2 separate regions of the Arachis hypogaea genome follow, and region 1 is linked to region 2. The links are chromatin contacts, called in public Hi-C maps. All regions are on one chromosome and are shown on one strand. The core of a region is the stretch at or near the end of the contact, and the rest is flanking DNA. Distances in the headings are between cores, read along the strand shown.

Region 1 (5,237 bases), core at 802-3,301, 560 kb before region 2:
CCATTAGATAACAAGCACATTTTCTATCCTTGTATCCTTTTGAAAATATTATCTTTGATTGAGTTGAAAGTGACTTTCTTAAAGCGGTTAATAAAGAAAAGTAGAGCCAAATATTTATCCTGTGCACCTATGTGAGAAATATTTAGCTGGACTGCTACGAAAGTTCTAATCAGTTCTGGAATGTTATTACTAATGAACAGGGCCAATTTATTAAGATTATTAACTCTTTATCCACTGAAACTCTCATAAGATTCCAATAATTCTAGAATAGAGGTACAACTATTTTCTGAGGTTTAAACGAATAGAATAAAATCATCAGCGAATAACAAGTGATTTATAGTTGGACATTTTCTGCTTATCTGAATTTTTCAAATGAGACTGTTTTGTTCTGCTTTATTAAAAAGAAGGAAAATCCTTCTGCACATAATAAGAAAAGAAAAGATGATAGAGGGTCACCTTGACGGATGCCTCTATTTAATTTAAAAAAACATAGGGTTAACCTTCCACAACCCGTATAAAAAACGATTATCAACAATTTAGGAATTCAGTCAATAAATCTCAATTCAAAATCCAACTTCTTTATAATAAACCATAAAAAATACCACTTTATCCTATTGTAGACTTTATTCATATTAAGTTTGAGTGTCATTTTTATTTTAATTCTCGTTTATTTTATTTAAGGTAGTGTATATATTCGTATGTGATAAAAATATTATCAAAAATAAATCTATTTTTTAAAAATGTAGTTTAAATAAGACTAATTACCTTATTGATACATCTTTAAAATTTGTAGACCTTAAATAATTTTATAAACAACAGAAAATAAACTGATTTCAGTTCCATTATATTTTTATTTAATAAAATAGCAGTGATGCCAAATTGTCAATAAAACATATATAAGCTATAAAAGTCATTATTAGCTCCAGTGATGATAAGCAAACCAAACCATATCAGATTACAAATACATTAGCAAAAGAATAAGACAAATTAGGGGGGGGGGGGGGGGGACATAATTTTTCTTTCTTTAAAATGCATACTCTTGCATTGTAGTGACCGTTAGACAAAACACTGCCAAAAAAATAAATTAAATTAAATTAGACAAAACTATAGAATTTAACTAGAGAGCTAACTTTTTAATCCAACATTTATCAACTTTTTAAAATTAGTTTTGTACCTTAAATTTTAAATCTTAAATTATAAACTCTAAATTTTAAATCCTAATTCTATAAACTCTAAAATAACCTTCTAAAAGATAGAATTAAAAAAATAATTTTACAATAAAAAATTAGTTAGTATTAATTAATTAAAGAATAAAATATTATTTTTCTCTCAAATGTTTAGAATAAGTCCTATTTGTATCTTTAATATTTAAATCGTTCTATTTATATCACAAACGTTTGTAAGGATGATTCAATGTTATCTTGTCATCAATTATATATCATGAGCTTTAGTTTGAGTTTTAAAAATCTCTTCTTGAAATTATAATACAAATGCCTAAATTAGAACCGATGATTCACTCCAAAAAATAACTCATCAAAAGTTGAAACTAATTCCTGCAACATTTACATAATTGACTTTTCTAGAGACATAATTGAACCTAAACATAAATAGTGGGTACAATATTAAAATCGAACATATCTAAACAAGACATAATTGAGAATGAATACATCCAAGTGAGAATAATTGAAAAATATAATCTGATTTATTAATATAATTGATGTCAGGATAACATTGAATCACTTTTATAAATGTTAGGGATTCAAATAGAACGATTTAATACCTCAAACGTGGGGACAAAAACGATACTTTCCTCCTCATTAAAAGTTAATTCGATCTCTTTTTTTTTTTTTAAAAATATCCTATTTATTTTATGATGTCCCTGTTAATATTAAAAGCAATGAACCAATGATGGCACTTAATGAGAATTCGTTGAGACTTGAGTGAGATCCAAATCAAGAAAGACCTAACTCTCATAATAGAAAGTCTTTTCCTTCACCTCCTTATAGATTAGCACACCCTATTTTACATCATTTAGCCAATAGAGGAAAAAATGGTTAACAGCACTACCGAGTGCAAGTTTCTTATTGTTAGGGAATTTGATAAAGAAAGGGATGTCAAGGTGGTGGAGAAGCTTGAAAGGAACTGTGAGATAGGGACCAAAAAAGGGGTCTCCATTTTCACTAACATGATGGGTGACCCTTTGTCTAGGATTAGGTTCTACCCCATCCGTGTTATATTGGTATGTGTATGTACCTAATATCTTTTCATCATTTAATTAATGTAATTCCGCTGCTGATTTATTGTCCAAATTAAAATCAAAATTTTTCTTCTACCCCTTAATCAAAGTTTACATTATCTATGTTCCATACTTTGTAATCTATTTTATATATATAGTTAAAAGTAGGGTAAAAAACCTATATATCCTATGTTTACAAAGCATTATTTTATATCACGTGATTGAAGTATACTAGACTAAACTATTTATTATTTGCTTCATAAATAATTATTATAAATGCAGGTAGCTGAACTTCTTGAAAGCAAGGAGATTGTAGGGGTAGTTAGGGAATGCATTAAGAATGTTGGGACTACTACTCCTCCTGGTTCACTCTTGAAGATGGGTTGCATCATAGGCCTTAGAGTCTCTCCTACTTACAGGTAATAATATAATTAACATCCACTTTCTTTAGTTTTAATCCGATAAATTTAACAATTTAGCTAAAAACCCTTATTAAACTTATTAATATAAAAACTTTTCAATGAAAAATAAGAAATTTGGGATGTTTTTGGTTTGCGTTTTTTTTATTTTTATTTTCAGTCTTTTTTATTTTTAAAATTTTGCTAAAAAAAAAAGAGAAAATAGAAGGTAAAAATATATAATTTTATTGTTTTTATAATTTTTTTTACAAAATTCAAAAAGCAAAAAATACTAAAAATAAAAATAAAACTAAAAACATAAATCAAATACATCCTTAGATTTTCAATATATTTATTTAATAACTTTAACCAAACAAATATCTTGAACAACAATATATATATTAGGTCATAGTGCATGTTGGTAAAAAATTATGTAAATTATCATTCAAATATGCAGGAGAAAAGGGGTTGCATTAAAACTTGTTACCTCACTTGAAGAATGGATGGTGAGAAATGGAGCTGAGTATTCATACCTAGCAACAGAGAAGAACAATGAAGCATCCAAAGCCCTATTTGCTCTTAAGTGCAACTATGTGAGTCTCAGCTCACTTGTCATTTTTGTTCATCCAACTAGCACTAGCACATGCCTACCAACAAAGCATATTTCTGAAAGGGATATTAAAATAGAGAAGGTGAACATAGATCAAGCAATTTCCTTGTACAAAAGAATCTTGAAAACCAAAGAATTGTATCCATTGGACATAGACACTATCCTCAAGGAGAAACTAAGTCTTGGAACATGGGTATGTTATTACAAAGATGAGGGTTGCATCAAATTGCAAAACATGGTAGATAATAATGAAGATTTTATTACAACCAATAATAATCAAACCCTAATTGGATCAACATCATCATCATGGGTAATTTTTAGCATATGGAATACTTGTGAATCTTATAAGCTTCAAATCAAGAAGTCTTCTCATCATCATCCACTAAGGTTTCTTCACACAACACTGAAACATGCAAGAGAGAAGATTATTTTCCCATGTCTTAGAATTCTAGTGAGTGAATCACTGAGTAGACCCTTTGGATTTCTCTTCCTATATGGGCTCCATGGAGAAGGAAATAACCTTGGAAATCTCATGGAATTCATATGGAGGTTCACATCAAGGTTGGGAGAAAGCATGAAAGATTGTAGAGTGGTTATCACTGAGTTAGGGCTTGGTGATCCACTTGCAAATTATGTTCCTCAGACAGATTCTATGTCTTGCATTGATGATCTTTGGTACACAAAAAGACTCTCATCAATTGGACATAACAATGGAAAGGATGAAGAAATGGCTATGAAGAGATATGTAGGGAATAATGTTTTTGTTGATCCTAGAGAATTTTAGAGCTATGTATGTATTTCCCTTTCAATTTCAAGCCTAGCTACTATTAAATTGACCTAATAAATTAGATTGGTTTAACTTCTATATCTTAGCTTCATGATCTCTCTTATCAATTATGATCTAAGTTGTTAGTAGCTAGCTTAACTAAAAAAATTACATTGATGGTTAAAATCTTTAATTTACTGCCTTTTTAATTTATTGTTTTCCTATTTCTCTATTTATTTCTTCTTAATTTATATGTCATTATCATTTTCTAATCACGATTTTGTTAAGAAATTAATTTCCTTTAGAAAAAGTCTAGGGGCCAGCAATTTTATTGTATTTTGGCCAGCATATAATCGGCAGAAAAAGGTGAGCCATTAGATGAAATCTCACACCAATCTCACACCATCAAATCATCATTGATGGCTAGTTGATGGCTACCAATCATAAATGTTGCTGGCCCCTAGCATTGCTCTTTTCTTTAATCCTACAAAATAATGAATAAACAAAAACTAAGAAGAGGAAAGATAAATTTAAAGAAAAAAATATTATTGATTAATTATCGACCGAAAAAAGTTAGTTATTGTTTTAATATATCCAAATATATTGGATTAAGAATGTATCAATGAATATTCTTATTTGTTATTGTGACATTTTATATATCTTTGCATTAACATATCTAAATATAATCTATATATTTAATTTAAATACATTAATATCATTGAATAATTCATAACATGAAAATATCATTGCTGAAAATAGATGTACCAATAAACCATACCTTAGACTTAGTTATGCCCTATTGACTGTATATATGCTGCCACGAAGATGTTTCAAATCAATTGAATCAATCAAGTCAATATATGTGAAAACACACACAGAAACAGCTTGTATGTAGTGATGTCAAAATTTTCGTCTCTGGTTATCATGACGTTATGACCACAACGTCGTTGTTGTATGACACAATGTAGTTACAACTCAATCATCAACTTTTTTTATTTTCAATAATTTTTTTCTATTTTAAACATTTAAAAAAAGTGCCCTTAATAAAACTAAATTAGAAATGTTTTCTTTAAAATATAAAAATTTAAAATGCTAATATTTTTCCTCTTATTGAAGAAATATTTTGAAAATTTTTATCTCTTTAATGTATAAAACAATGTAACATGATTAAATCAGAAAAGCCCCTATAGCTCAGTGGTAGAGCGTCAGTCTTGTAAACTGAAGGTC
Region 2 (4,741 bases), core at 1,593-4,092:
TAAGAGATCTTTTTCAACTATGAATATTGTGAAAAACAACTTAGAAACAAAATAAAAGATGAATTTCTTGTTAATTATCTTTTAATTATATTGAAAAGAAAATTATTGAAAAATTTGACACAAATTCTATTATTGGTGAATTTTATGATACGAAGATTCGACCACTTTGTTAATAAAAAATATACACATATTTTTTTACATTAAAATATATTCTCTGTCGGTATATTTTTGTAATACATCTTATATTATATAACTTTTTTACATAATTTTTAATATTATATGTGTTTTTTGCCCCCCATAATATCATTTCTGAATTCGTCCCTGGTACCAAATGCACCTTGAAAAATTAAATAATGTAAACTAACTAGTTTGTTAACTTTCCTTTTATGCAAGTTCAATCAAGCAGAATAATTTTGATATTCTCAATTTGGCACTGAACAAAATGTGCAATTGCATGTGTCTATAGATCTCTGAGAGATGCTGCAGGAAGTAGTGAAAACCCAACTCAGTACTTGGGAAGTTTGTATGAAACCATAAATGAATTGAATATATATATGTAGCGCTACTAGATAAATGGTTACAATCCAAATTCGATCAAAGAATATGGAGGAGTAACTTTGCTACAATAAGTTGCACACATTCCTCATTTATAATTATATTCATGCAGTTTCTACCGATGTTGTTAAGGATGAAAATGTGAATTGTTTCAGCAAAATGACTAATATAGAAGCATAAATAATAACTAAGCCAACAAGAAATTCACTTCCAATAGGTAACTTAAATCACAAAGTTAACTTTTTTATTGGTACATAAAGAAGTGGAAGTTGTCCCTAAACCAAGAGTTGTTCAGTTCCTGCTAACAAAATTACAACACTTATGGTTCAATACTTCAATCACAATGAATTTCTTGACACATTTTCATGATGCTGCAAACTTTGAAATAAACCTTTTTCAAGGACCCAATCTTCAATCATTGCTTGAGATGTCACAGGTTGATCAGAAGGTAAAAGATGCCCTGCCCCTAACACCACAACATTAGTGAGTGACTTCCATTGTTGGACATAGCCAGCAAGCTCTCCGTTCACCTTCCATATCTTCCTCTCTGCATTCAAAAAATCCTCAATCCCTTCCCACTTCATCGTCTTCACCCACGCCTCGACCTGAACCACTCCATCCTGAATATCATGCTGACCTTGATATAACAACACCCTAGTGTTCCTCACCAATTCCTCTACCATGTACTTCACACTCTTCATCACATCAGCATGTAACACGGCGCCAACCACATCGCTGCATCCTTCAAACACAAGTGACTCATTCTTCACCCCTAAGGCCTTCTTAGCTTCCACATTGTTCAAGAATTTATCCACTACATCATCGCCATAGGGCTTTTTCCTTGTGTAATCAAACAAAGTAGCCAACCCTGTTACATTCCTCAACTTTCGCAAAACCACATTCCTTGCATCAGTTGCAGCGCTCCAATTCCCAATCTGCGCTAACCTAACCGCTTCCAATTGATCCTTCTCCAACTCATTCCTCTGCCTCTCATTGATCAAACCAATATAATAAGCATTAACAGCATGAGTAACCACTTGTGTAACAGGGTCAGTCAACCCATCTCCAATAGCCAAACCAGCCAAATTCACTCTCTTAGAACCGCGCAGCCGCCAATTCTCCTTTAATATATAGTATCCAATAGCAGGAACATACTTCCCAGCATAACTTTCACCAGTAATATAAATAGGACGGTTCTTGAAAACAGGATCAAGCTCAACAAACCTTGTTATAGCAGCAAAGAGATGCTTTGCAACACCATCTTGATCAGTTGGGATTTCTTGTGTTGTTGCTGCTACACTGAATCCAGAACCAATGGGGTTATCAAGAAAGAGGAGACCAAAGATCCTGTTCCAAGCACCAGGGTTAGGGTGAAGTGTAAGGGGTGATTCATCAGTGAGAGTCCATGGTCCAAGCTCATAGAAGTTGCCAATCATGGAGGAGCATCCGGGACCACCTTGGAGCCAAATGAGAAGAGGGGTTTGGGAGAGAGGTAAAGTTGAGTTATGAGCTTCATAGAAAGCATAGAAGATAGCAGAGGAAGATGATGTACTTACTGGGAGGTAACCAGATTTAGTAGGAAGAGCTTCTTTTGGGAATGGATTGTTTGGATTTGAAGAAGCTGAGAGTGAGACTAAGGAGTAGAAGATAAGGGTCGTGATGATGGAGAAGAAGGGGGTAGTTGACTCCATTTGCTTTGTGCTCGACTCTCCAACTGTGCAGAAAGAATAGTGTGAGGCTATTTGTTTGACTATTTCAGAGATGGATCTGCATCTGCTCCTAGATTACCTACTTACGTGTCAGAATCAGATGCAATTATGCAAAAGAAAGTAAAAAAGATCTTTGTTTTATGTCCTTCAACCTGCTTTATCTGTTGGTGGTGTTCAGCGTGAGAGATTCTTTCTCAAAACAAATCATCAATTAGCAACGTGCAATAAACATGTAACAATATAAAAGTTAAATTAACCTTAACACATTAATATTTTTTAAGTTTAAAAGTAACCTATATTAACGTAGAAAAGGGAGAAATTGAAGTAAAAAATAAAAATCATCATTTTGCCAAAGAAAAAGAAAAAGAATTCCACCCCACAGGCTGCACCTGCAATTTCATCTGTTAAGGCCTAAGCGAGAATGTTTCACATAAGGTTAGAGTTCCCAGCACCACCCACACCAACAGGTATTCATTCCGCTCAAACTCGATCGGAACGAGTTGGCAACCGGTCAACAGCGTGTAAGGCCAGATTCTAGTATCTGGCCAACTCTTGCTGCTTAGAGTCATTGAACTACCAATTTAATTTGCTAATAATACATAATAATATTTAATATTATAAAATTTGAAAGACTAAATATTATGTTTGAATAAAAACAATTTACTTTTTATAAATTTAATTAAATATGGTCAAGTTAAGAGGTGTAAGATGCAAATTAGATTCAAATCGAGGGTTTAAATCCACAAATAAGAATAAAATGGAACTTAAATCTTATCCTATCCTATCAATTATCACCCCTAAATAGGTGTTAGTAGCTTTATCCCAAAATGAAATACTAGAAGAATAAATATTCTGCAAGCACATAACATCTGTTGCTTTTTTAATTATATCATGATCATGAAAACGCACATCAATCAATTTGCACCAAGGATAATAATTCGAACAATTGACTTTTGTTTAGTTATCTAATATCTATAACAATCAACAATCCACCATGCGAATAAGTTAAAACAAGAAAAACAAGAACAACATGATTGAAATAAACTATGATACTACATAAACTCTGATTGAAATATGTACTGTAGCCACAAGAATGACAAACTCCAGATCCCACAAGAAAATTGCTTCTAAGTTAACTTCATATTCCAAACTTCCACTCACATGTTCCATGCGCCTAAGTTGGGTCCAAAAGTGAAAGACTTGTCAGAGAAAGTCCATGGCCATGGTTCCAGCTAGGGCTGCCTTGGATCAGGTTTAAGAGACCATATTATCCTGAGGTTGAGGTGCTTGTAATTGAGTCTCAATTGGTGGCTCTGGTTTGTATCCGATATCAGGTTTAGAGGCCTCTTTTGATTCAGGTTTTGATTCTGAAACCAAACCTTGATCTTGCTCTTGTTGCTGCTGACCATCTGATTGTTGCTTCTGCTGCAAACTTTGATTATCGTCCTCAATCGGATTATCTAAGTTAACCAGACCTTCAGCATGATCTTGTGATTGTAACTGCTCCTCACATTGGTTTGTGTTCGTGTCTAGCTTTATTTTCCGAGGCCTCCCTCTCCCCCTACCAGTCCCCTTGCCTCTACCTCGACATGCACCATCACCTCTACCTCTGCTGATGCCTCTGCCTCTACCCCTACCCCTACCCCTACCCCTACCCCTAGAATTCTGCTGATCTTGATCATCTTTCTGTAGCTGCTTATCTTGATCATCCGTTTGCAGGTGCTGCTCAGAATGGCTTGCATCTTGATCTATTTTACGAGGCCTTCCCCGACCACAACCTCTACCTCTACCTCTACCTCTACCTCGACCTAGACCTAGACCTAGACCACTACCAGTGCCTCTGCCTCTGCCACGACTATACTCCCTTGGGTTGTTTGCATCAGTCTCTGACTTACAGGGCCTTCCTCTGGGACGCTTAGCTGGACAATACTCAGCATTCCCAGACACTGGATTCTCATATCCTTGATTTCCATGCAGCGGCTGATCATTATGAACATTCTCAGGAGCTAACATAGCTTTGTTTTTAAACATTGTTGGTTCCTTGTGCGTTCCTTGACCTGCAACTTGAACTTGAGGAGATGACTGCCACTGCTTCTCGATAATATTTACCTTGGGCTTTTGTGCATCAAGAATAAGGTCACGTAACAGTAAAAAGGACTCCTCTTGATCGTCTGCAACTGGCATAGATTTCAGGTGCCTCCCTCTGCATTGGCGCTTTGGAGAATGCTTCTCAGGATCACCAGATATTGAGTTCCCATCTTGCTTTTGTTCAGGAACATCCAAAGAAGACATTTGTTGTTTCAATTGTCCTTCTGACAGTACACATTCTGAATTTGGAAGATCAAGTGGCTTCTGGTAATCAATAACATTCGGCACAGTTGGGAGGGATGAACAAATTGTTTCTGGGTGCACTATGGAGTACTGTTGGCAACAAATTTTTAAAAGAATATCATCATGCCCGGCAACAAATTTTAAAA

Evidence for each region. A called contact is a pair of places that touch in the nucleus more often than the background predicts.
Region 1: a Hi-C map of leaf shows a contact between it and region 2, with 7 times the contacts expected there. The contact joins the promoter of LOC112794213 here to the promoter of LOC112796329 in region 2. A contact is called at or near these places in 2 of 8 Hi-C or Micro-C datasets (both in leaf).

Annotation. Positions count from the first base shown.
Region 1 is chr4:13,815,253-13,820,489 of arahy.Tifrunner.gnm2.J5K5, reverse strand. It overlaps LOC112794213 (probable N-acetyltransferase HLS1), which reads left to right and starts at 2,051. Exons shown (of 3, transcript XM_025836320.3): 1 at 2,051-2,239; 2 at 2,519-2,655; 3 at 3,092-4,028. The coding sequence starts at 2,051. The coding sequence ends at 4,028. It overlaps TRNAT-UGU (transfer RNA threonine (anticodon UGU)), which reads left to right and starts at 5,191; the gene lies at 5,191-5,237.
Region 2 is chr4:13,251,829-13,256,569 of arahy.Tifrunner.gnm2.J5K5, reverse strand. It overlaps LOC112796329 (serine carboxypeptidase-like 50), which reads right to left and starts at 2,842. Exons shown (of 3, transcript XM_072235082.1): 1 at 2,654-2,842; 2 at 2,112-2,269; 3 at 744-2,011. The coding sequence starts at 1,991. The coding sequence ends at 894. It overlaps LOC112794668, which reads right to left. Exons shown (of 3, transcript XM_025836654.3): 3 at 3,299-4,685. The coding sequence ends at 3,519.